Linked DNA regions of Mus musculus: regions 1, 2, 4, 5, 6 and 7 are each linked to region 3. Evidence: chromatin contacts called from public ChIA-PET, HiChIP or PLAC-seq and promoter capture Hi-C data. All regions are on one chromosome and are shown on one strand. Each heading gives the region's core, a stretch centred on a gene start, on an enhancer-like site or on the middle of the called end of the contact. The rest is flanking DNA. Distances are from core to core; before and after follow the strand shown.

Region 1 (2,959 bases), core at 410-2,909, 840 kb before region 3:
CTGAGTTCAAGGTCATCTTGGTCTACAAAGTGAGGTCCAGGACAGCCAGGGCTACACAGAGAAACCCTGTCTTGGAAAAAAAAAAAAAAGAAAGAAAGAAAAAGATTCCGATTCTATGTGTATCCCTGTATTCTCACTCAGAAAACTCAGGGAGGAGACTCATTTTAGGCCAGAAATAGGAGGGCAGCTTTGCCTTCACAACTAAACCTTGTACCAAACAACAATGAAAATAATCACCTTAGTTTCTCAGGGCAGGAGGACAGCACAAGCCTGATGTGTACAAGACTCTGTGTTTGAGCCCTAACATTGCAGATTAAAAAAGAAAAGAAAAACATCTTATTCTATGCTGGCTCCTCCGACCTGATCACTACACATTGTAAGCCCAACTGACAATACTGCAAAAATGTATAAAGTTAATACAATATCAGTTAAAAATAGAGTGTAGTTTTCAAATGATGCCTCTAGGAGACCTGGACTAAAGAACAAAAATTGACTTTTTAACTTGTACTGGTTGAGTCTAGTGGAGGAGGTCTAAGCCCACAGGCCAAGGAGCAATGGTGTAGATATGGCCTAGGATGATGGGTGTGGGACTGTATCTTTATAGACCCTCTGTGAATATATAGAATCTTCTGCCACATCTAGTACCCAGTGCCATAGCCTAGCAAAAGAGTAGCATTTATGTGTTTACCTTAATGCTCTCACTGCTGCCTGGGGACTGGGGCAGGTGTTCGGCATCATGGAAGAATACCATATTGCATATCACTAACCAATGAAATATCAAAATTCAAAGTGGTTTCTGATGATGGATAATGCTTTTGAACTAATATGAAGTTGGAAATTGGAAGTTCAGCAACGACTGTAAGTTGAGGACTATATTGAGGATTGCAGTGCTGTCTTTCCCTATTCTTCAGTATCTGTTTCCTGCTTTGAGTTGATATTGTCACCGTTCATTATTGAGAAAAGATTTACAGAGCGCCGATCCACCATTGCTGTGCTTGGGCCGAGTGGGTGGGAGGGAGAATTGTGTTTGCAAGGTGCAGGCTACATTAGAAAAGTATTTCTCAACTTCCCCCCTGAAATGACAAATTGGCCTTCAAGATTTGTGAAATAGATGAACCGAAACAACTGAATTACCTAAGCAGAATTACGGGAACTTACTACCCTTTATCCAGAACCAGTATGCTAAAGGCACTGGGGCTTTCTATGGGAGTGTGTTGATCTGAAACAAACCTCTCCTCTTAAGGCTTATTATCATAGCAAAGTAACTTAACTTTCTGAGCCTGAGTTTCTCCTACCTACAAGTATATGGCATTATGGGATTCCTATGCCCTTGACTTGGTAAAAGGGTCTTAACTACCTGATTAAAACCAGTGGTAAGATTCTAAATATTTGGCAAAACCGTTCTCTTCAGTTTAAAAAGTTTAAATGAATACTGTAACTGGCGTGGCTTTCGAGAGGTCTCTGTTAATTGAAAGTTTATTACCCTTCCTTTTCCTGCCACAGGCCACACAGCTCTGCCCCCTTTCTTTCCCAGGCCCTGGAAGGAACGCCCGCGGCGCAGTCCCCAACAGGTGTCCCCTGGGCACAGCAGCCTGCGGGTCCCCAGGGTCGCCCCGCCCGCAGTGCGCACCGGGGAGGATGCGGCCTGGGCTTGAGCCTGCGCGGCCACGTGACGGCCGCTATAAGAGCGGCGGGCTGCGGACTCCCGCCCTCCCTGCTGGCCGCGGTCACCTACCGGCGCCCGGCTCCTCCGACCCACCCGGCCACACTATGACAGGTACGCCCCGCGTAACCGGGTCCCGCGACGTCGCCGCCCCTAAGCCCGGGAAGCTCCGGGTAGCTCGCGAACCGTGGAGAGCGGCTCCGGCTGCTAACCGAGCCGCGCTGCAGAGCGGTGGCTTCCGTCTCCCGCATCCGGGGAAGGCCAGGCGGGGTGGGGCGGGCGCCGGACGCACCGGGGTCGCACGGAGCCCGGAGGTGCTCCTGCCATGGGGAGCAGCAGGCGCCCTACGGAAACACCGGGTTGCGGCCCTGCTCTGGCCGCTGCACTGATCCTATTTTTAGGCCTCAGCAGCCGGGTGCTGCTACATGGGAGCCGGCTAGCGCCCCGGGCGGGCCTCAGTGCCACTTGTTGCAAAGTGTCAGGCCCTAGGCGAATAAACCCCAGGACTGGGCACTAGAGGTAACTGGCCCTTCTGAAAGCTTGAAGCTGTAGCCTGGGTTATGACAGCAACTGAACGGCCATCTGAAGGTTAAACCACCCAGCTGTCAATTGTCTTACTGTCCATTTGTAGGCTAAGTCTGGTGTTTTAGCTTGTGTTTATAACATCTGGCCCCTCCTTTTGTTAATTTAACCTGAGAAAGCATAGCGTAGCTTCCTGTAGTTTTTACATACCCGTTTATTACACCACCTCTACGTTTCTCCGCCACCTCCTGAAGTCTCTTTGGATTTAACACATTGTGCTCATTTTTAAGTACTTTTGGGGCAAAATGGTTTTGAAATGTTACTGTCTCAGAAATGTTCTAAGAATAACACAGGCGAGTATCAGCCGAGGTTGATGGATGTGGCAAATGTCATTACAGAGTATAATTGACTGGAGGTAGGGAATTCACAACTTTCTTCATCTTGGTAGTGTAGTGGGTTGTTCTGAAAGATGGCCCGGTAGTATGAGTTAAAATGGCTTTCAGGTTTCCTTCTGGGGAATGCGCTGGATAACCAGACAACCCACCCACCACACTGTCCCTGCTCAGTGGAATTCCCACTGCTTCTAGCATCCACACCGGAAAATAAGCAAGGGGAAATGAGGAAACCTGAGAGTAACACTGACAAAATCTCCTAACTCTCTTCTTGGACATCAGTCACCCCAAATGACTGCTGTGGAGCTTGAACCTTAGGATCCCTATGCGCTTTGGAGCCCCAGCAACTGCTAATGTTAAAGTCCCCGTCAGAGGTGGTCCC
Region 2 (2,991 bases), core at 418-2,917, 790 kb before region 3:
TTCATCTTTATTCTGGTATTTGCAGAAATCATGCCATAAATTTGGAATTCTAAGGAAACCTATGAAGGTACAATAGCCATCTCACTTAAGCACCTCATAAAATAACATCTGCCACACTAGCAGCATACAAGAAAAAACCAGTTTGAATATTCTTCTACATTGGTATCATACTTCCATTTCATTCATAAAAAATTCTTGGAGCCAGCAAGATGGCTCAGCTAAGGACATCTGCCACCACACTTGACAACATGAATTAACATGGTACAGAAAGAACTGACTCTTGCAAGTTATGCTCTGATCTCCCACACATGTATCCATGCACCCATGATATTCATATACAAACACACAGAATAAAAATATAATTTTAAAAAAATCTTACAGCAAAGGTATATCAAAGTAATAGATCAAATTCAAGTTGCATAAAAACCTGTCTTCTAACTGAAATATTTAGCAAACACAATGGTATGAACTAATCCCATTTCCTTACTGGAGGGGCCACTTGAAGACATTCCGTTTGTAAGAAGATGGGTATGGCAACAAATCTGCCGCAATCTAAGCAGAAGACCCAAGACATCTGCATAGTGTGCAAGGACAGTCCCTTCAGTAAAATACCTAGGGATAAAATGTCAGACATTATGAACATCTCTAAACAAGAACAAAAACAAAAGCAAGCTCATCTTTAATGAAACCAAGAAAAAAAGTCACCTAGGAAAATGTCAATATGCATGACCTACAGACCTCAGCTGGCCCTTCAAAGTAAGTGGTACATACATACTGAAAGGAAAATTCATATCTCTTCTGTAAAAACAGAAATAGGGTGTATGCATGATGACTTCAATTTTCAATCCAATTTATACACACACACACACATACACACATATTCACAAAACACACACACAGTAGGGGGAGTGTTATTGTATAATAATCAATTTTGTAAGTAATTATGTTTCTGATCTCTGTTATATAAAAACCAATAAAACCTAGAAGAATTTACATTATACTGACTCCCATGAATAATAAGAAAATTAAGTATTTCTTGATGGCCTGGACCTATACATGACTCTGGACAAACAGCTCGTCCAAAAAGAACTCAAAATAGTCAAACATTGAATAACCAGCAAAGAGCAAAGAAGGCAGTGAAATTAAACTCACCAGAAAGTTACCACAGAAAGCATAAAATTTATGACTGTGAGCACCTCCAGGTAGCTCAGAGTTCTACATCCGGACCGGAAAACAGTAAGAGAGTGCCACACTGGACACACCTCTGAAACCTCAAAGCCCAACCCCCCTGACACACTTCCTCCAACAATGTCACACCAATTCCAATAAGGCCAAACCTCCCCACAGTGCCACTTCCTATGAGCCTATGAGGACCATTTTCATTCAGACCACCACACACTAAAACCACTGACAAAACCATATGAAAGGACATAGGACTAAGAAAACAAAAAATAGTTATAAAGGATGATAAATAAATCAATACCAATAAAGAGCAGTGGGAAGACATTTAAAAACACAGAAAGAAAATAGAACAACAACAACAAAAGACAAGAAAAATAGGACAAAAACAGTACATTTTCTTTTTAAAGGGTGTGGGTGTCAGGGGGAGGGGGAGGATGCAGATACATAGAATTGAAAGATTTAAATGGTGCTATCTATATCTTCCAGAAAGTCAACAGGAAGGCCCTGATCAAACTGCTGTACTTCCGTGGGGGCGTGGATGTGCACATCAGGCTCCTTGCTATTTTTTACTTATGAAACACTCTCCAATGCTTCATGCGCTGAACTCCAGGTCTCCAGCTACAGCACTGACTGACGCCTGAGGTTCTAGAAACTCTAAGCCTTTGGGGAATAGACGGATCTTGCCCTGACTTGAGCACTTGTTTCCGGTGCTCTCTTGTCCGCCTCTTGTTTATCATGATATTGCTCCGTTCCACTCTGTAGTTTCCACTACCATGGGTTGACACCTCTGGAGCAGAAAGCCAAAATAAAAGCTTTCTCTTTAAGTCTGAAGACAAGAATTGGCTATAGAAAGGCAAAACTGACTATTATTTTTTTTTCAAAGAAATACTCAGTGTGGAAGAGAAGAATAATTAATCCAAAAATTACATATCCAATCTGAAACGTCAAGTTGATGATGCAATCAAGTCTCCTGGTGAAAAGCAGAAATTTTAAAGTCAGACTGGTACATTCTGTCAATTTAGCTATGCAGACTTGGCCAGCAGCCTAATCCTGCCTGTGTCCTCAGCTATAACAGTTACACACCACATCTGGGAGGACTACTCATGAAGTTAGTGTGTACAAAGCAATTACAACACGACCTGGATTACTTTATAAACCTTATATATACTAGTAGTGACAGTGGCAGTGTTTTGGATAGTGAAGAAAGTAAAAAAGTAGGCAACATAATACACACGATAAACTTCCACGTTCTGAAACCAACCTGCTAAAATTCAAATAACAACTCTGTCTCCTGTGCCTTAGCCTCCTAATCCAAAAAATAATTAAAAAAAAAAAAAAGTGTTCATTGTACTTACTTAATAAGACACCATTAATGTGCACATTTAAATACTTAGATCAATTATACTCAATCAATGCTTATAAAGTATTAATAAGTCTACTACCTATGAAAGAGGTTACTTTAACAATAACATCCCTGAGAACACAATTCAAACAGACAGCTTCCTCAGCACTCTGCATTCCCTCCCGGGCATGGCTACATCTGACTGGCATTCAGCTTGTTGGTTTAGGAAACTGCTTGTGGGACCCACCACATGGCATGCTGGCAAGAGGCTTCCCACTGTTTTACCAGCCACGCTAGTACCTTTTCGGATAGACCTACTTTTAACTTAATCACTCTCTTAGGTGACTTTACTCAGGCTCATCACTCACAAATAACAGAAACTTAAGAGTCAAACTGGGAGCACTGAACTCCATACCTGCCTCTCCAGCGGGTAAAGTCAATCCCGTATGTTCACATGACAGGTCTAA
Region 3 (3,155 bases), core at 562-3,061:
GTATATAAAATACCTGCCAGGGCTCTTGGCTCAAACAAGGACCCTGAAATAGACCTTACTGGAAATGTACTGTTTAGTTGCCTATTTAGTAGTGAGTCTTATTATTTAATTAATCAAATATTTGGATATTACTAAATGTGGTATATTTTACTCAATGAAATTTTACCAGTATCAACTTTGTGTAGAGGTACTCAAATTTGTTGTTGTTGTTTGAGATAGAATCTCACTATGTAGTCTGCCTGGTTTTGAACTCACTATGATACTTGAGCTTATCTTTAACTCTCAACTCTTCATCGTGTTGCCCTAGCTTTCCAAAGGCAGCGATTACAGGTTTGTACCACCATGTCCGTACATATCACTTGAGGTTAGTTCTTGAGATTTATCTGTCCTAGGTGTAGGGCAAGTTTGTTTCTAGGAATCTACTTCCAATTTAGTCAGCTGATAAACGACTTTCTGAAGACTAAGTGGCCCACAGTGCTCGGTGTAATCCCAAGTGAGATGCTTAACACATCTACTACAGGGACTAATTAGGATTTCAAAAGCAGTGAGATCAGTTGCTGCACTAAAAGAATCTCATTAGTGCTTCTTCATCTAGTGAAGGCAAATTCCATGACACAGAACGGATCGTAAAACATGATGAAGACCTGGCATGTAGAAAATACACAGGGGCACGAGGTTTAAATAATAAAAGAATACACCTTCCACCTTTGTCCGTTTATCTGATCATGTACACTCGGTACTCAATTTATAGCATCATTAAGCCCAGGCTCAGCACTGTACTTCTTCTAAGACCTGCCACCTTGCCAATCTTAAATAACTGGGAGACTAGATGCCCTGAGAAATGATCCAAATCTATTTTGCCAGGGGGCGGGGGTGGGGGTGGGGGTGTGGAGCTCGTTCATGCTAAAAGTATCTGATGCTCAAAGCATCAGAAACAGTCGGCTCCTGCAGAAAAGCTTTGGCAGTTTGGGGCAGAAACTTAAAAGAACAAGCAAATTATATCCTCACCTTACCAAAACAGGTGAAAAGCTCTCTTACATCCTAGCCAGCAAACACTAACAAAGAAGGGCGATGGTTGGCTAGGGGAACTTTTGGTCTCTTTGTCATCTTTGTCTTCCCAATATCGTCATTTCTCATTTTCTTGGTTGCAGAATTTCACTTTTCTCCATCCAAAGACCCTCCTTCTCGCTCGGGAGTTTTTGGTCTTTTTCTGCTCTGCAGGCCCCGAAAGTCTGGGGCCTCACTTGCCAAGGGAAGCCACTGGAACCTTGCCTAGGTAGGGCACGGACGGTGACATAGCGGGAGCACTGAGCCCCCGAGATCTGCTGGCGTCACCGCCGCAGCGGCCTCCCGCGACGCCCTAGTACGGGAATTCCACAGGGGACGCGCGCGGTGCCCCGACGGGCGGAGCACGGAGAGGGCGCCCGGTGCTCTGGGCATTTTGGATCTGTCGGACGAAACAGCGCCGATCCGGTAGGCCGAACAAACTCCGGGTCGGTGCGCCCGAGGATGCCCCACGTAACTCTCCTGCGCACGCGCCGCGGGTTGCGGGGAGGGAGCTGCGGGGAGGCGGGAGGGGCCGGGGGGGCGCGGGGCGCGGCGCGGCGCGGCGCGGCGCCTAGCGCAGCGGACGCGAGCAGCCCTGTCCGGACAGCCGGCGGGCTCCTGGGCGCGGCGGCGGCGCGGGGCGCGGGGCATGCGGCGCGGCGTCGTGACGTCACGGTGGCGGCGGCCGTGGTTGGCGCAGGGTCCGCTGCTGCAAAGTGTGAATTACGCCGGGCTCGCGCCGGCGGCGGAGCGGAGTGAGGCTCGGGGGAGGGGAGGGGGCAGGGCTCCGGCGGCCGAACTGCTCTACGCTCCGCGCCCGTGCTCGCGGCCCGGGCCAGCTCTCGCGCCGCGGAGCGCCTGGGCGGCGGGTTCCCCTTTAACGCCGCCCGCCCGGCTTCCCGAGCCCGCTGCAGCCCTTCCCGCCGCCAGCCGCGCGGAGGGCCGGGAGGCGTCGGCGGCCACTAGCGCCGCCCGCCCCGCGCGCGCCTCGGCCCCGGGTCCCCGCGGCGCGGCCCCCTCGTAGCGCAGGGGCGGGCGACCGCGGACTGGCGGGCGCCGCGCGGATCCAAGGCGGACGTGTTCAATGGAAGTATGCTACCAGCTGCCGGTGCTGCCCCTGGACAGGCCGGTCCCCCAGCACGTCCTCAGCCGCCGAGGAGCCATCAGCTTCAGCTCCAGCTCCGCGCTCTTCGGCTGCCCGCATCCCCGGCAGCTCTCGCAGGTAACCGCCGCCCCGGGGCCCGCAGCTCGGTGCTTTTGTCTTCTGGAGGGACTCGGGCCATTGTTCCCGCCTCGGTAGGCTGGCCTCCCCTTCCCGGAGTCTTTCACCCTCGGCTGTGCTCGGTGCCCCTGGCCTCTGCGACCCTCGCCGCGGCTAACCCGTCACGCCCGCTGGTAGCCCCAAGCCATGACTTTATCCTCCCCTCCTTTCTCTGTGTCTCCTACCAGTTGGGCCTCTTGTCCCCTTAGTCATGACCCTGAGCTCACCTTTTCGCCCCCCACCCCCTAGCCCTCCCCCACACCTGTGCAGGTTCTCGAGCCTTGCAGCGCTGCGGGTGCTGAGTTTCTCAGAACAATAGGCCTAGTGGTCCCATTGTGGTCCTCACCCGAACTGCGAACTGCTGCTTTGTAGGGAAGGGGCCTAGGTGTCAGGAACTAGTGTGCAAAGTTGATGGTTTCCAATCAGTTTTCTCGCTTGATAAAGGCGGCTTTAGTTCAGAAACCACTGATGAGCATTCACAAAGGACTTTGTTTCCGATGGCCCAACACCAGTTGCTGTTGAACATTAAAAAAAAAAAAATTTTTTTCTGTGACGTCCTTGGCTCAGCTCTTTAGTTGGGTTAAATTTGGTTGCCAGATTTAGAATAAAGAGGAAGAATTTTACTTTGTTTACATATGAACCTGGTGCCCTCATTGCCTGCTGCCAGAAGTTCTGTGTTTATGAGATTACTTTTGGGACGGGTACTGGAGGAGTGTGCTTACATTTGCTGGTCTAGACTCCAATCAGTGAGCCTCAGCCATTCATCCATCCATCCATCCATCCATTCATTCGTTTATTTGTGTGCTTGTTTATGGCAGGGCCTTTCTAAATTGTTCAGTCTTGCCTT
Region 4 (2,736 bases), core at 107-2,606, 820 kb before region 3:
GTCTTATAAAGGACAACATTTAATTGGGGCTTGCTTACAGGTTCAGAGGTTCAGTCCATTATCATTAAGGTTGGAATATTGCAGCATTCAGGCAGGCATAGTGCAGGAGGAGCTGAGAGTTCTACATCTTCATCTGAAGGTTGCTAAGAGATTACTGGCTTCCAGGCAGCTAGGTTGAGGGCATTTAAGCCCATCCTTACAGTGACACACATACTCCAACAAGGCCACACCTCTTAATAGTGCTGTTCCCTGGGCTGAGCATATGTAAACCATCACACACAGTTTATCCCTCTGTCCACACATCTTCACTTGCAAATGTTCATTGCAATGAGTCATTGGTATGGCTCAAGATCTCTGGCTTCTGTAACATCATTAATGGTGGATCCTCTCTGAGACTCCTCCCAGTTATCCTGTTGTCGCTCATAGAGATCTTGCCGTTTTGGGTCAGCAGAACTGGCCCTTTCATGAACTCAAACAGTTCATAGATAATGTAGATTTGGGGGTGGGCCAACTCAAAACCCTGCTTCTGGGCCTGGCTAATAGCTGAGCTGGTCAGCCTGACAGCTGTCCTGCATCCACACCACCAGGGCACCAGGGCAAGCTCTCCAGCCCTGTTCAGCTAGGCTACCCAATGCTGTGGCAGGAGGCAGGGTCAGCTCTCCTGCTCTCGTGCCCTCGGGCCAGCTTGCATGTACCCACACCTCCAAAGCCAGCCCCGCTGTGCTGCCCAGTCCATGCACTGGGCTCACTCTCCCAAGTGCTACAGCCAGTGAGGGGCTGGACCAGATCTCCCACTCTCACATACTCAGGGCCAGCTCACCCAACTACTGCAGGTGGTGAGGGATGGGCATCACCCCTGTGCCCATTCTGCCTGATGGCAGACAGTGGCAAGGCCAGATCTCCCACACTCACAACCTCAGCCTGCTCCCCTAAATGCTACTGCTGTTGACAGGAGGTGGAGCCAGCTCTCCAGAGTGCTATAGCAGTGAGGGGTGACATCAGTTCTGCATAGCCTTTGGATATCGACATGGTCCCAGGAGGCTGTCCAGACCAGGGATTTCCCCATGGTCTCTAGTGGTAATATAAGCCACAGGCATCAACACCAACTTGCTGTAGCATGGCCACAGACCCAGGCATGGCCCTCAGTGCCAACGTGGTCTGGAACTTCCCCCATGGTCTCAGGTAGCAGGGCTGCCTAGTCCTCCCCACCCTCTCATCTCCAGTTCTGTCTCTATTCATAATGCTCAGTGTTCTGCTTCTCTTTCTCTCTGTCTGTCCACCACATACTTACACACTGTAGTGGCTTCCACTCCAGGCTTGCCACATGTCTGGCCGGCCTCTGGGTGACCTCATCTGCTCCGCTGCGTGGCATAGCAGCAAGCAGGACTCTAAGTGTCTAAGCCTGCCCATGTGACATGGCAGTGAGTGGGTCTCTGGATGTCTTCCTCCTGCTGGGCTGAATTTTGCTGCACTGCAATGGTGGCATACAGGCCTCTGTGTGTCTACAGCCTACCTGTGCCATGCAGTAGAGGGCAGGTCTCTCTGGGTGTATCTCCCCACCAGCACTGCATGGCATGGCTGGAAAAATATTCTTTAAGTCATTCCCTCATGCCCATAATGTAGATGTAAAAAGTCTGAAACTTGAAATCAGATAAATTGAAACCTTGGACACAAAAACTAGCCAAGTGTTTGAGACCTTCTGCTCATCGTTTTTGTATATAAGACTATTGGCTAAATCCTTTAGCCTCCTTGGCTGTTCTGCTAAGCAGCTAGTATACTGTGATAGAAGCGAAGGCACTCCTTAACTTTTGTGACCAGTGTGGGACCCAGATAGTACTTCTCATACTGCAATAGCTCTACACGATTTCAGAGATTGTTCTCTGCTGTAACTACTTTACATAAAACTGGCAAGTTAGTCTTCATTGCTATTCCTGAGTGCAGTCTGTTTCCCATTTAGCACTGCCTTATCACTCCCTTTGCCTCAGTCACCCAGGAGCTCTTGGGCTGGCCCAGACCAACCACCTGTTTAGTGACCAGTGCAGGTGCCAGCTCTTGCATGTTTTCTTTCTCTTGCTCTCTACCACTATCCATTTCTATAACCATTGTATATGTGGCAGTTTAACTACTAAAGTTTGGAGAAGTCCTCAGTCCTTGCTGCCCAGAAACGAGTGCCGTAGCCTCAGCCAAAACCACCAGCGACTGCTGCCTGGTTCCTGCACAGCCAGCCTTGCATCATTCTTCTCTCTTCCCTGCTTCCTCCCAGTCTTCAGGATCTGCTGCTTGTCTTCTCTTACGTAGTCTGCTCCAATCAGCGTTTTAGAAAGCTACACAAATCCTATGTTTTGTTACAGAAATCTGGTCATTGTGCCATGTAATAATTTCTATGATCCTGCTAATCTTTATCTAAGAAATTCTTTACCTTAGGTCAAAAAGAGCAATTCCACCCACATCTCAGACATCTTATACACTGGTTCTCAACCTGTGGGTCAACTCCTTGGGGAGTTGAACAACCCTTTCACAGTAGTCACATGTCAAATTTTCATTATGAAACATAGCAGTAGCAAACTTAGGTTGAGGGACACCACACGTGACAAACAGCATCTACCTTAAACAAAGCTTATTAAGTAATTTAGGACTGCTTTGTCTATAAAAAAACTAACCACTCGATTTAGGTTTTTTTTCCTCTCTCTCTCTATTAGGATAGAATAAGTAAAGATATTTCATAGGAAGAGGATC
Region 5 (3,148 bases), core at 133-2,632, 690 kb before region 3:
TTTTCCTTTTCCTTTTCCTTTTTCTTTGTTTGAGATGGGGTCTCACTGGGGCTAGTCGCATAGAACCTGTGGCTAACTAACCAGGCTAAGCTGGCTGGACAGGGAGCTGTAGGGATCCACCTATCTTTGCCTTCCCAGATCTTGTATTAAGGTGTGCTGCAGTGCCTAACTTTCTCTTACATGGGTACAGGGGATTGGATGCAGGTCTTGAAGCTTGTTCAGGAAGCACTACACGAATCAAACTGTCTACCCAACTCTCTGAAGGCATTGTCAATAGGGTAGGGCAGCACTAACTAAGAAATAATAGAAACATAAAATTATATAATTATCTTCTTGAAAATGTTTGGCAACACCTCCAACCCCTGCCACTGCCTTGTGTTCTTTCATTGGTTCTGAGAATTGAATCCAGGAAATTATTCCTACAAGAGTTCTGTTGCTGTTGTATCCCCAATCTCATTAAATTCCTTAATATTGAAAATGTTTTTAGAGCACTTTACTATGTAGAAGAAAGGCTATATGGTCATCATAAAACATTTATGACTATTAGTAACATGAAAATCTCCTTATAGAGAGGAACCTATAGGAAAATGTCTTCTAGTAATTAATGGTATTCCTGTCCTAGCAAACGATCTTTATATACTAACTGCAGTTCTAAAATTAAGTCAGCCTGATAGTATGTTTTATTTGTAAATGGTAGAATTGACTAAAAGGTAATGTCGCAATCTACCAGTGGTTTAGTAACTCAAATTCCAGGGGCTAAACAAAAAATAAATATTGTAGGGCATTTGAAGGAATAAATTAAGTATGAACTAATTCTATTTTCTTACTTTTATAATTCATTTTGTTACTCGAAGGAACTTTGAATCATTAAGAACAAAAATTGGAAAACCAAATTGGACTTTAGTTGTTTCTCATGAATTCTTCTTTTCCACAAACAGAAACCTTGTCGGTTATTGCTGTGGGACTGGACCTGAGGGATTTCTTGAATGTTCTCCCAGAAGATGGGGCAGCAGCATTTTTCCTGCCCTACCTCCTTTTCTGCAGCCGGAAGAAATCACTAACTTGATGGTATCCTTGGCAGCGTAGTGGCATAAGTGACTGCACTTTGAATGCTCTGCCTTAGATAAAATAAACTCAAAGGTTTGTGTTAATATGCATTGTAGCTGCTTTAAGGGTGCTTACCTTACCCTGTAATTGTAGCTGTTAGCTTAATCAATAACCTGATCCCATTTACTTGTCTAGAATGTAAAAATCTTCAAAATATAAAGTCACTTCACATGTATTTCCTTTTGGTTTTTATTTTTTTCACTCTATTCTGTGTGAGTCCATGAACCTTGTGCTGACCTCAATCTGTGCGAGCCTTATAGGTGCAAAAGGCCACAAATGTAATTTCCAAACCAGACTCAGGCTTCTGTTGTGAGAAATAGCTTGGCCTCAGTGCTGAAGGCATGACAATCATGTCCACCTAGGGTCATTGGAAGGAAATGCATCGCAAATTGCTCAAATGCCCTTCTTACTCGTCAAACAATACCTTAATTGTTACAGATTTATCTTCTGGGTTACTAGTTTGTATTTTTTTGTAAGTATAAGAAAGATGTAATGTGCCACCCCAGTGAAAGACTGCATACTCGGCTTTGGAAACTCGTGGTATCTTTCTCTCAGAATCAGATAAACGGACTCTTGTCTGGCTGTTAACATGACTTGTTTACACATATTTTCAGCCAAAGTCTTGTTTCTATTCTTTATATGTATATACCCCAACCCATAGTATATGAGAAAATAAAAAATTTTTATGATGTTCAAATCTGTCTAATAATTTCCTATGTTTATTTGTTTGCTTGATTTGGTTTATTTTAAAGGTTTTTATTTTATTTATTTATTTTTCATAAATTCATTCTTTTTAATAGCTGAGTAGTACTCCATTGTGTAAATGTACCACATATTCTGTATCCATTCCTCTGTTGAGGGGCATCTGGGTTCTTTCCAGCTTCTGGCTATTATAAATAAAGCTGCTATGAACATAGTGGAGCATGTGTCCTTCATACCGGTTGGGACATCATCTGGATATATGCCCAGAAGAGGTATTGCTGGATCCTCTGTTAGTACTATGTCCAATTTTCTATAAGCCCTATTTTATTCACAAACATTTCAATATACAATTATATAGAAAAGTAATGTGCAAAATTGGACTCAACCCTGTGAAAAGAAATCCCCCAGTGTTGGTCTTACTAAGAATGTTTTATATCTGCACACAGGGAGAAATGTAGCTATCATCATTGGGTTGGATGGGGTTTGCATAGATTACCTCTATCCCTCTATCATATTTGCAAATCTTAAGCTTAGAGCGCTAGAAAAAATTTTCTGCAGGTTAACAAACATGAAAAGCATGTGAGGGAAAAGGACTGAAGCCCTGAGGGCCAGCAGGAAGAAGGAAAGCAGGCAACCTCAGGAAACAGGAGGTTGGGGGGACCCTCCAGAATGCACCAGAGAAAGGGGAGGTGAGAGACTCTCAGGAATCAAAGGGAGGGACCTTAGATGAAATGCCCGACAGCAGGGAGAGGAACTTATAGAGCCCACCTCCAGCAGGAAGACAGGACATCAAGTGACGGATTGGGTTGCCATCCCACAGTCACATCTCTGACCCGTAATTGTTCCTGTCTGAAAGAATTACAGGGGTGGAAATGGAGAGGAGCCTGAGGAAAGAATGCCCAGTGACAGGCCCAAAGTAGGATCCAGCTCAAGGGGAGGTCCCAAGGCCTGACACTATGGAGTGTTCACAAAAAGGGGTCTATCATGACTGCCCTCCAAAAGACCCAACAAGCAGCCGAAAGAGTCAGATGCAGATATTTGCACCCACCCAATGGACAGAAGCAGCTGACCCCTGATGTTGAGTTGGGGAAGGCTGAAAGAAGCTGAGGAGAAGGCGATCCTGTAGGAGGACCAGCAGTCTCAATTAATCTGGAACCCTGAGATCTCTAAAACACTGGACCACCAAACAGACAGCATACACCAGCTGATATGAGGCCCACTAACACACATACAGTAGTGGACTGCCAGGTCTGTTCATTTAGAGATGATGCACCTAACCCTAGACTGGAGGCCCCAGGGAGTTTAGAGGTCAGGTGTGGTGGGGGGTGGGGGTGGGTGA
Region 6 (2,785 bases), core at 123-2,622, 930 kb before region 3:
GGAGAAGGAAAAGGAGGAGGAGAAGGAGAAGGAGGAAGAGGAGGAGGAGGAGGAGGAGGAGGAGGAGGAGGAGGAGGAGGAGGAGGAGAAGGAGAAGGAGAAGGAGAAGGAGAAGGAGAAGGAGAAGGAGAAGGAGAAGGAGAAGAAGAAGAAGAAGAAGAAGAAGAAGAAGAAGAAGAAGAAGAAGAAGAAGAAGAAGAAGAAGAAGAACAAGAAGAAGAAGAAGAAGAACAAGAAGAAGAACAAGAACAAGAACAAGAAGAAGAACAAGAACAAGAAGAACAAGAAGAACAAGAAGAACAAGAAGAACAAGAAGAACAAGAACAAGAAGAACAAGAAGAAGAAGAACAAGAACAAGAAGAACAAGAAGAACAAGAAGAACAAGAAGAACAAGAAGAACAAGAAGAACAAGAACAAGAACAAGAACAAGAACAAGAACAAGAACAAGAACAAGAACAACAAGAAGAAAGAGGGGGAGGAGGAGGATAAAGTTTCATTACGTAAGACTATATACCAAAGCCAGGCAGTGGTGACACATGCCTTTAATTCCAGCACTTGGATTTCGAAATCTGAGTTCGAGACCAGCCTGGTCGACAGAGTGAGTTCCAGGACAGCCAGGGATATATAGAGAAACTCTGTCTAGAAAACCCAAAAATAAAAAGTTAAAAAATAAATAAATAAAAGACTATACACCAAAGTTCTGTGGCAGTTACTCAAATTCATTTGAGGTTATAAATGTAACTTTTAAAATGTAGGATAGAGATCAGTGCAGTGGGTCAGTGGGTAAAGACACCTGCCACCAAGACCCATGATTTGAGTCCAATCCCCCAAAACTCAAATGATAGAAGGATGGAATGTGTTCTCTATTTAAGTTGTCCTCTGATCTCCACACATATATCATAGCATGAACAAACTCCACTCCAAACACATACTCACAAAAATTAAGTATATTAATTGTTTTGTATTTAAAACCTATGAGTATGCTTCAACCTATTTAATTGAAGCTTCCTGGGAGGCTAGTATTTTAGAACAGAGGTACGTTACTGTCTTATCTCTGTGAATAGACTCATCCTATCACCTTGAACACACTACTTGCTGAAGGGATTTTTCCCAATCTTTTTTAGAGACATTTATATCTCCTATTAATAAGAAAGTAGAGGGCTGGAGAGGTGGCTCAGCCATTAGAGGCTAGGCTCACAACCAAAAATATAAGAAAGTAGAGAGAGGCCTGGATATTCACAACCCTGCCCCCTCTCAACTGAAAAAATATGAGGTGGAAGGACTGTTCATCCCCAGGAACCACAAAGGAAATCAGCTGTTCGTCGAGATAAAAGCTGAGGTATAAAACCCGTATAGGGGTCAGATCAAGCCAAGAAAAAACATGAGGTTCTTCTTGCTTATGGCTGTCATCTACACTACACTTGCAATTGCTCCTGTCCACTTTGACAGGTAAATTTCTCTATCTATAGTCCAGTCTCTGGGTGAAAAAGGAGGTAAGGAATATGGCTTCAAAATTCACTGAAATTTTGTTTCTTTGGTTTCTGTCTTTTATCTACTTGAAGGGAGAAGGTATTCCGTGTGAAACTCCAGAATGAAAAGCACGCCAGTGTCTTGAAGAACTTGACCCAAAGCATTGAGGTAAACCATTCAGAGGGGTCTTATCTCTTTCTTTTCAATTCTCTAAGAGATATTCCTTCCATTTTATCTTCAGTGCCCACTGGTTATGAAAGGTTGACAAACGAGGGAGGAAGAGGAATGACGGAAACGATTGGGATAACTCAGCCAGGAGCCAGCACCACACCTAGTTTTGTTTCCATGGTTCACTTCTTTTCCTTCCTGCTTTACAAGCAATAGCTCCTAAGTACTCTGTAAAACAAGGGGAATCCTTGGCACCTTTTCCATTACCCCCTTTCCTGTCTGTACTCTGAGTCCCCCCACCCACAACATCCACTCCAATTTCTTCTGGTGACTTCTGTTCAAGTACAATCTGATGAGAGTAAAGTACTGGCTGGTGATAGCTTTCCAACAGTGAGGATTCCTTCAAAAGAGATTCTTAAATATAAGCAGTTTCTTAAAATCTAACAAAAAAGAGAACATTTTCTATCATGGGTTAAGCCACTCCTATCACACAAGTCAGCTTGGCCCAGTCACCTTGCTCTTATTTCATATTTACCATCAGATTTACAATGTAACATCCTTGAAACAGAACCTGACATAAAAAGGTGGTAACTGAAACTGCCAACATCACTCATCAGATTTAAACCCAGAACCAAGCCTGTCCTTCATTCCAGTCACGCTTCTCTTCAGTCAAACCAGTCAGAAGTTCTCCCTATTCTAGTTCCTGAGTATCCTTCACACTCACACTATCCTTGCCTCTGTGCAGCTATGCTCTGCCTCAGACTGGAGCAATTGCAGAAATTGCCGTGTTCTTTCTGTTAGGAGATTCTGCTCCTTCTTCTGCTGTTAGCTCACATGATGGAAATGCTTATATGCAGCTTTGTCTGGCACACAAAACCTCCTCTTATTACTTCCCTATGGGACACTGCTGTGGCACACCTATGTGCTTGCCACTTAATAAATGTTCACAACAGTACTTTGAGCATGAAACTCTTCCTCCACATTTTTTGCTATAATGAAGATGTTGTTATTGTGATATTTAGCCTATAAACTAGCCCCTGATATGTTCACCTTATTCTATGATGTTTCAAAGTAAACAGATGTGTTGGTTGGTTGAAAAAAAACCTCTTGTTGTCCCATGGTGGGCTGCCCCAAACCTGAAGTGTGA
Region 7 (3,138 bases), core at 107-2,606, 720 kb before region 3:
ATGGAATCAGCCTAGCTTTCTCATAAGCTGATGGTCACAGAAGTGAGAAAAACAGTTAATAAAGATAAAAATCTCTTCCCAAAATTTCTTAGGTCAGCCAGGTACAGGGACTATATCAAGGGAGAAGAAGCTATCTCTAGAGAAGGTAGTGCCATTCTAGGACTTAATGAATCTCACAAAAGTCAAATTACATTCAATTAATATCCTGAAGAGGAAAAATTAATCAAAAGAGACAGACACTTAAATCAGATACTCATAAGAGGGAAAGGGGATGTTTATGGATGTCACATGAGTAGCAATCTGCTTGTTTTCCTGATTTCTGTAGCCCAGATCTCTGGACTATTCCATGTATTCTTTGCTCACTGAGTTTAATGAACCCGTCTCCCAGAGTGTTCCTAGTAGAGGATGAAGTACATGATTCCTCGTCATCTGGAAGGTATTCGAAATGGCAGCAGTTCAACTTCAGTCCAATTGCTCCCACATTATAAATTCTCAGAGCAAAGGACTCAAGGTAACCATCAGCATGAGAATTGAAGTTTGCTCTTTTCAGTGTAAAAAGAAGAGCATCCTCCAGTCAACCAATACGTACATATGTGCATGCAAACACATATATTTTCTAGAATTGTTAAAAAAACATTATAGATCTGGTTTATTAAATCTCCCAAAATAGAAAAATTCCGACGGCAAGTTTCTTCAATATAGGAAATACTTAGGAACTGTATATTGACCATCCGGGGATCTCTCTCCTCCCCTATTATCTAAGGCTTAGAGGAAACTTTTGCCAAATGCCTGCAAAATGTTTTCATAGATCTTCTCATCCAATGCATTATTTTTTTATTTTTATTTTTTGCTAAGCATCTTCGAGGATTTGCCCTTTTCAATAAAACCATTGTAGGATCCACAGTATTTGTGGTGTGTTTAACCCTACGTTGGGAGTTTAACATCAGGTTTTGCAGTTTCATCCTTTAGAAGCAGACTTTGTGTGCCCCGGTACAGGGGAACGCCAGGGCCAAAGGGGGGGAGTGGGTGGGTAGGGGAGTGGGGGTGGGTGGGTAAGGGGGACTTTTGGTATAGCATTGGAAATGTAAATGAGCTAAATACCTAATAAAAAATGGAAAAAAAAAAAAAAAAGTTCAAAGTCTAAGGCAAGTCGACCAAGGCACAGACGGGCAGATGATCGAGTGTTAAACACGCTGAAGGTTTCACATACTAATCTGTCCAGAAGCAGCAAAGTTAACATCTCCAAAGAGGAACCGAGGTCTCTGCATCCACTTAGGGTAGCACTTCACTTAGCGCGCGGCCTCTTTAAGGAGCGGTGCCCGGGGTGTGGTCGCAGCGCTCACGTGATCCGGAGCAGCTCTCTAAGCTTGCGGAAGCCGCCCAGCGGTCCGGGCGCCGGGATGGTGCGTCTGTACAACCTGCACCCGTTTGGGTCGCAGCAGGTAGTCCCCTGCCAGTGGGAGCCGGAGCAGGTCTGCTGCGGCGGGAGCGACGCGCTGTTCGTGGCTGCCGGCTGCAAGGTGGAGGCGTTCGCTGTTCAGGGCGAAGAGCTGTGCCGGCAGCGCTGCGCCTTCTCCACGCTAGGCAGGGTGCTGCGCATGGCCTACAGCGAAGCCGGTGAGGAGCGGCTTTGGGGCGGGGCTCTGGGTAGGGAAGGGATTGGTGCTCTTCTAGGCTGGCTGCTGACAGTCAGTGTGGGTCGGGCACTAAGTGCTAAAGTCATTTTGTGTAGTTGTTTTAGCGACCGCAGATCCGGTGTCGTGCCACGGTCCGGTGCTTGCCTAGTTTGCTTGAAGCCTTGGTCTGATCCTCCTTACTCAGATTGCTTCAACTAGTCATTCTAGCACTTTGGAGGTAGAGACCGGAGGATCTGAAGTTTAAGGTCCTCTGCAGTTTGGTGAGTTCCATTCTAGCCTAGGCTACAAGTAATCATGTCTCGAAGCAAAACAAAGCAGACACCCCACGTGGAGATGCAATGCTGACTGATCCCGTCCACAGCTTGAAATAAAGACGTGTGGCTCGGTTCCACTTATGCCAGACCCTTAAAAGATTAATGTAAGAAAACAAACCTGGTTCAAGAGAAAGAGGAGGGAGAATGATATCCTGAAGTTCACAGGAGGCTCGACCTCAAAAGTTATCTCAAATCGGAGCCAGCCCTTTTACCTCTTAAGTCACTATCACTTGTGGTTGATTTATTACATTGGGTTGTATCAAATGCTTGGCCCTGGTTGGATACTAATGACTTGAGCCACACCGACTGGAGGAGGCTAGCACTAAACCATGATAACCTCGTTCTTGAAACCTTGAAGAACAAAGATGCTTTTATTACCATGTTGGCTGCCTTAAAGAGCTTCAGGAATCATGTGGGATGGCATAAGTATCACGGGCCATATAACTCAAAGGTAGCATTCAGTCCACAGTTGAACTTCAACTTCTGAGTGTAACTTCTATTAACCCATGCATGACTAAACATTAATAGGCTGACCCCTGGCAATGCCTAAGTTCAGAAAACCTGTCTGATGTCTCCTTTGATGCCTTTTTTTCTTCTGAGTAAATGTTCTGGTCTGTGTTCTCTCAGTGCCTAGTGTCCTCTGCCATAGCAAATCCACCTTGTCAACAACCAGGACTATCTGTGCATTTATATTTACTGTGAATGTTTTGGAGGCCTTTTTCCCAGGCAGAAAGCATTTTCTTTTTCTGTCAGGTCCAAAGGAAACCCCAAGTCCCAAACTCCAAAGGGCAGTCCAAAGATCCAGACGTGAGCTCCTCCATGGCTATAGGAGGAGTTCTGGTGTTTAGTTAAAAGCCAGCCTTCCTTCCTCAGGAACTTGTGGAGGCAGTTCCTGTCTGTCAGAGGAGTCATTTCCCTTACCTCTGGCAAAAGGAGCTATGGCTCTTCAATCTACATACACGTGTGATACTACTCCTCAGCATCCCAAGGTCCAGGCTAGCCTCAGGCCTCCCTCAGTCCCTGAAGTACCTATTACATATTTCCAAGTCCATGCTATCTCACTGTGCTCTTCTCTCTCTTGCAGATAACCTTGGCCATGTCTATTCAGCTGGCCATGTTCAGGTTACTTCTTTCTCTCTCTGCTCTGGATTCATCCAGATCTTCTGGCTGTTTCTCCCTCTCCCTCT

The links. Promoter capture Hi-C pulls out the DNA fragments that hold promoters and counts their contacts. ChIA-PET counts read pairs in DNA pulled down with a chosen protein or histone mark. HiChIP or PLAC-seq counts read pairs in DNA pulled down with a chosen protein or histone mark.
Region 1: a promoter capture Hi-C map of second pharyngeal arch cranial neural crest shows a contact between it and region 3. The contact joins the promoter of Gyg here to the promoter of Pde7a in region 3. A contact is called at or near these places in 14 of 39 promoter capture datasets (the 3T3-L1 cell line, 3T3-L1-derived adipocytes, the C10 cell line and 11 more), 1 of 484 Hi-C or Micro-C datasets (olfactory sensory neurons), 11 of 115 datasets of contacts at active chromatin or transcription factors (the 230-238 cell line, bone marrow-derived macrophages, cardiomyocytes and 7 more) and 1 of 9 other capture datasets (adipose tissue).
Region 2: a contact with region 3 is called in an RNA polymerase II ChIA-PET map of memory CD8 T cells, with 16 read pairs. The contact joins the enhancer-like site here to the promoter of Pde7a in region 3. A contact is called at or near these places in 7 of 39 promoter capture datasets (the 3T3-L1 cell line, the C10 cell line, embryonic stem cells and 3 more) and 1 of 115 datasets of contacts at active chromatin or transcription factors (memory CD8 T cells).
Region 4: an H3K4me3 HiChIP or PLAC-seq map of stem cell-derived neural progenitor cells shows a contact between it and region 3, with 2.6 times the contacts expected there. The contact joins the enhancer-like site here to the promoter of Pde7a in region 3. A contact is called at or near these places in 5 of 39 promoter capture datasets (the 3T3-L1 cell line, the C10 cell line, the HPC-7 cell line and 3 more) and 2 of 115 datasets of contacts at active chromatin or transcription factors (embryonic stem cells and stem cell-derived neural progenitor cells).
Region 5: a contact with region 3 is called in a promoter capture Hi-C map of liver, with 3 times the contacts expected there. The contact joins the enhancer-like site here to the promoter of Pde7a in region 3. A contact is called at or near these places in 2 of 39 promoter capture datasets (hippocampal neurons and liver) and 3 of 115 datasets of contacts at active chromatin or transcription factors (acute myeloid leukemia, bone marrow-derived macrophages and microglia).
Region 6: a promoter capture Hi-C map of the HPC-7 cell line shows a contact between it and region 3. The contact joins the promoter of Cpa3 here to the promoter of Pde7a in region 3. A contact is called at or near these places in 2 of 39 promoter capture datasets (the HPC-7 cell line, HPC-7-derived erythroid cells and hippocampal neurons).
Region 7: a promoter capture Hi-C map of hematopoietic stem and progenitor cells shows a contact between it and region 3. The contact joins the promoter of Hps3 here to the promoter of Pde7a in region 3. A contact is called at or near these places in 18 of 39 promoter capture datasets (the 3T3-L1 cell line, the C10 cell line, the HPC-7 cell line and 13 more), 8 of 484 Hi-C or Micro-C datasets (the C10 cell line, CD4 T cells, LSK cells and 5 more), 11 of 115 datasets of contacts at active chromatin or transcription factors (the 230-238 cell line, acute myeloid leukemia, astrocytes and 8 more) and 3 of 9 other capture datasets (adipose tissue, bone marrow-derived macrophages and liver).

Annotation. Positions count from the first base shown.
Region 1 is chr3:20,153,816-20,156,774 of GRCm38.p6, reverse strand. It overlaps Gyg (glycogenin), which reads left to right and starts at 1,659. Exons shown (of 7, transcript NM_013755.4): 1 at 1,659-1,777. The coding sequence starts at 1,771.
Region 2 is chr3:20,103,262-20,106,252 of GRCm38.p6, reverse strand. Hltf (helicase-like transcription factor) reads right to left here. Exons shown (of 25, transcript NM_009210.3): 19 at 488-612. Among named protein-coding and RNA genes, the nearest start is that of Hltf, 47 kb to the right of the region's middle. Within about 2 kb of position 1,667, at least 55 of the 459 cell types and tissues checked have an H3K27ac peak or open chromatin away from gene starts, as enhancers often do. A contact at or near this core is called in memory CD8 T cells, where this site is marked.
Region 3 is chr3:19,309,978-19,313,132 of GRCm38.p6, reverse strand. It overlaps Pde7a (phosphodiesterase 7A), which reads left to right and starts at 1,811. Exons shown (of 13, transcript NM_001122759.2): 1 at 1,811-2,269. The coding sequence starts at 2,132.
Region 4 is chr3:20,129,196-20,131,931 of GRCm38.p6, reverse strand. The region is part of intron 5 of Gyg (glycogenin); the gene reads left to right. Among named protein-coding and RNA genes, the nearest start is that of Gyg, 25 kb to the left of the region's middle. Within about 2 kb of position 1,356, at least 43 of the 459 cell types and tissues checked have an H3K27ac peak or open chromatin away from gene starts, as enhancers often do.
Region 5 is chr3:19,994,820-19,997,967 of GRCm38.p6, reverse strand. Hps3 (HPS3, biogenesis of lysosomal organelles complex 2 subunit 1) reads left to right here. Exons shown (of 17, transcript NM_080634.4): 17 at 939-2,023. The coding sequence ends at 1,066. It also overlaps a transcript of Cp not described here. Among named protein-coding and RNA genes, the nearest start is that of Hps3, 39 kb to the left of the region's middle. Within about 2 kb of position 1,382, at least 1 of the 459 cell types and tissues checked has an H3K27ac peak or open chromatin away from gene starts, as enhancers often do. A contact at or near this core is called in liver, where this site is marked.
Region 6 is chr3:20,240,768-20,243,552 of GRCm38.p6, reverse strand. Cpa3 (carboxypeptidase A3, mast cell) reads left to right here and starts at 1,372. Exons shown (of 11, transcript NM_007753.2): 1 at 1,372-1,449; 2 at 1,563-1,638. The coding sequence starts at 1,382.
Region 7 is chr3:20,033,528-20,036,665 of GRCm38.p6, reverse strand. Hps3 (HPS3, biogenesis of lysosomal organelles complex 2 subunit 1) reads left to right here and starts at 1,356. Exons shown (of 17, transcript NM_080634.4): 1 at 1,356-1,617. The coding sequence starts at 1,401.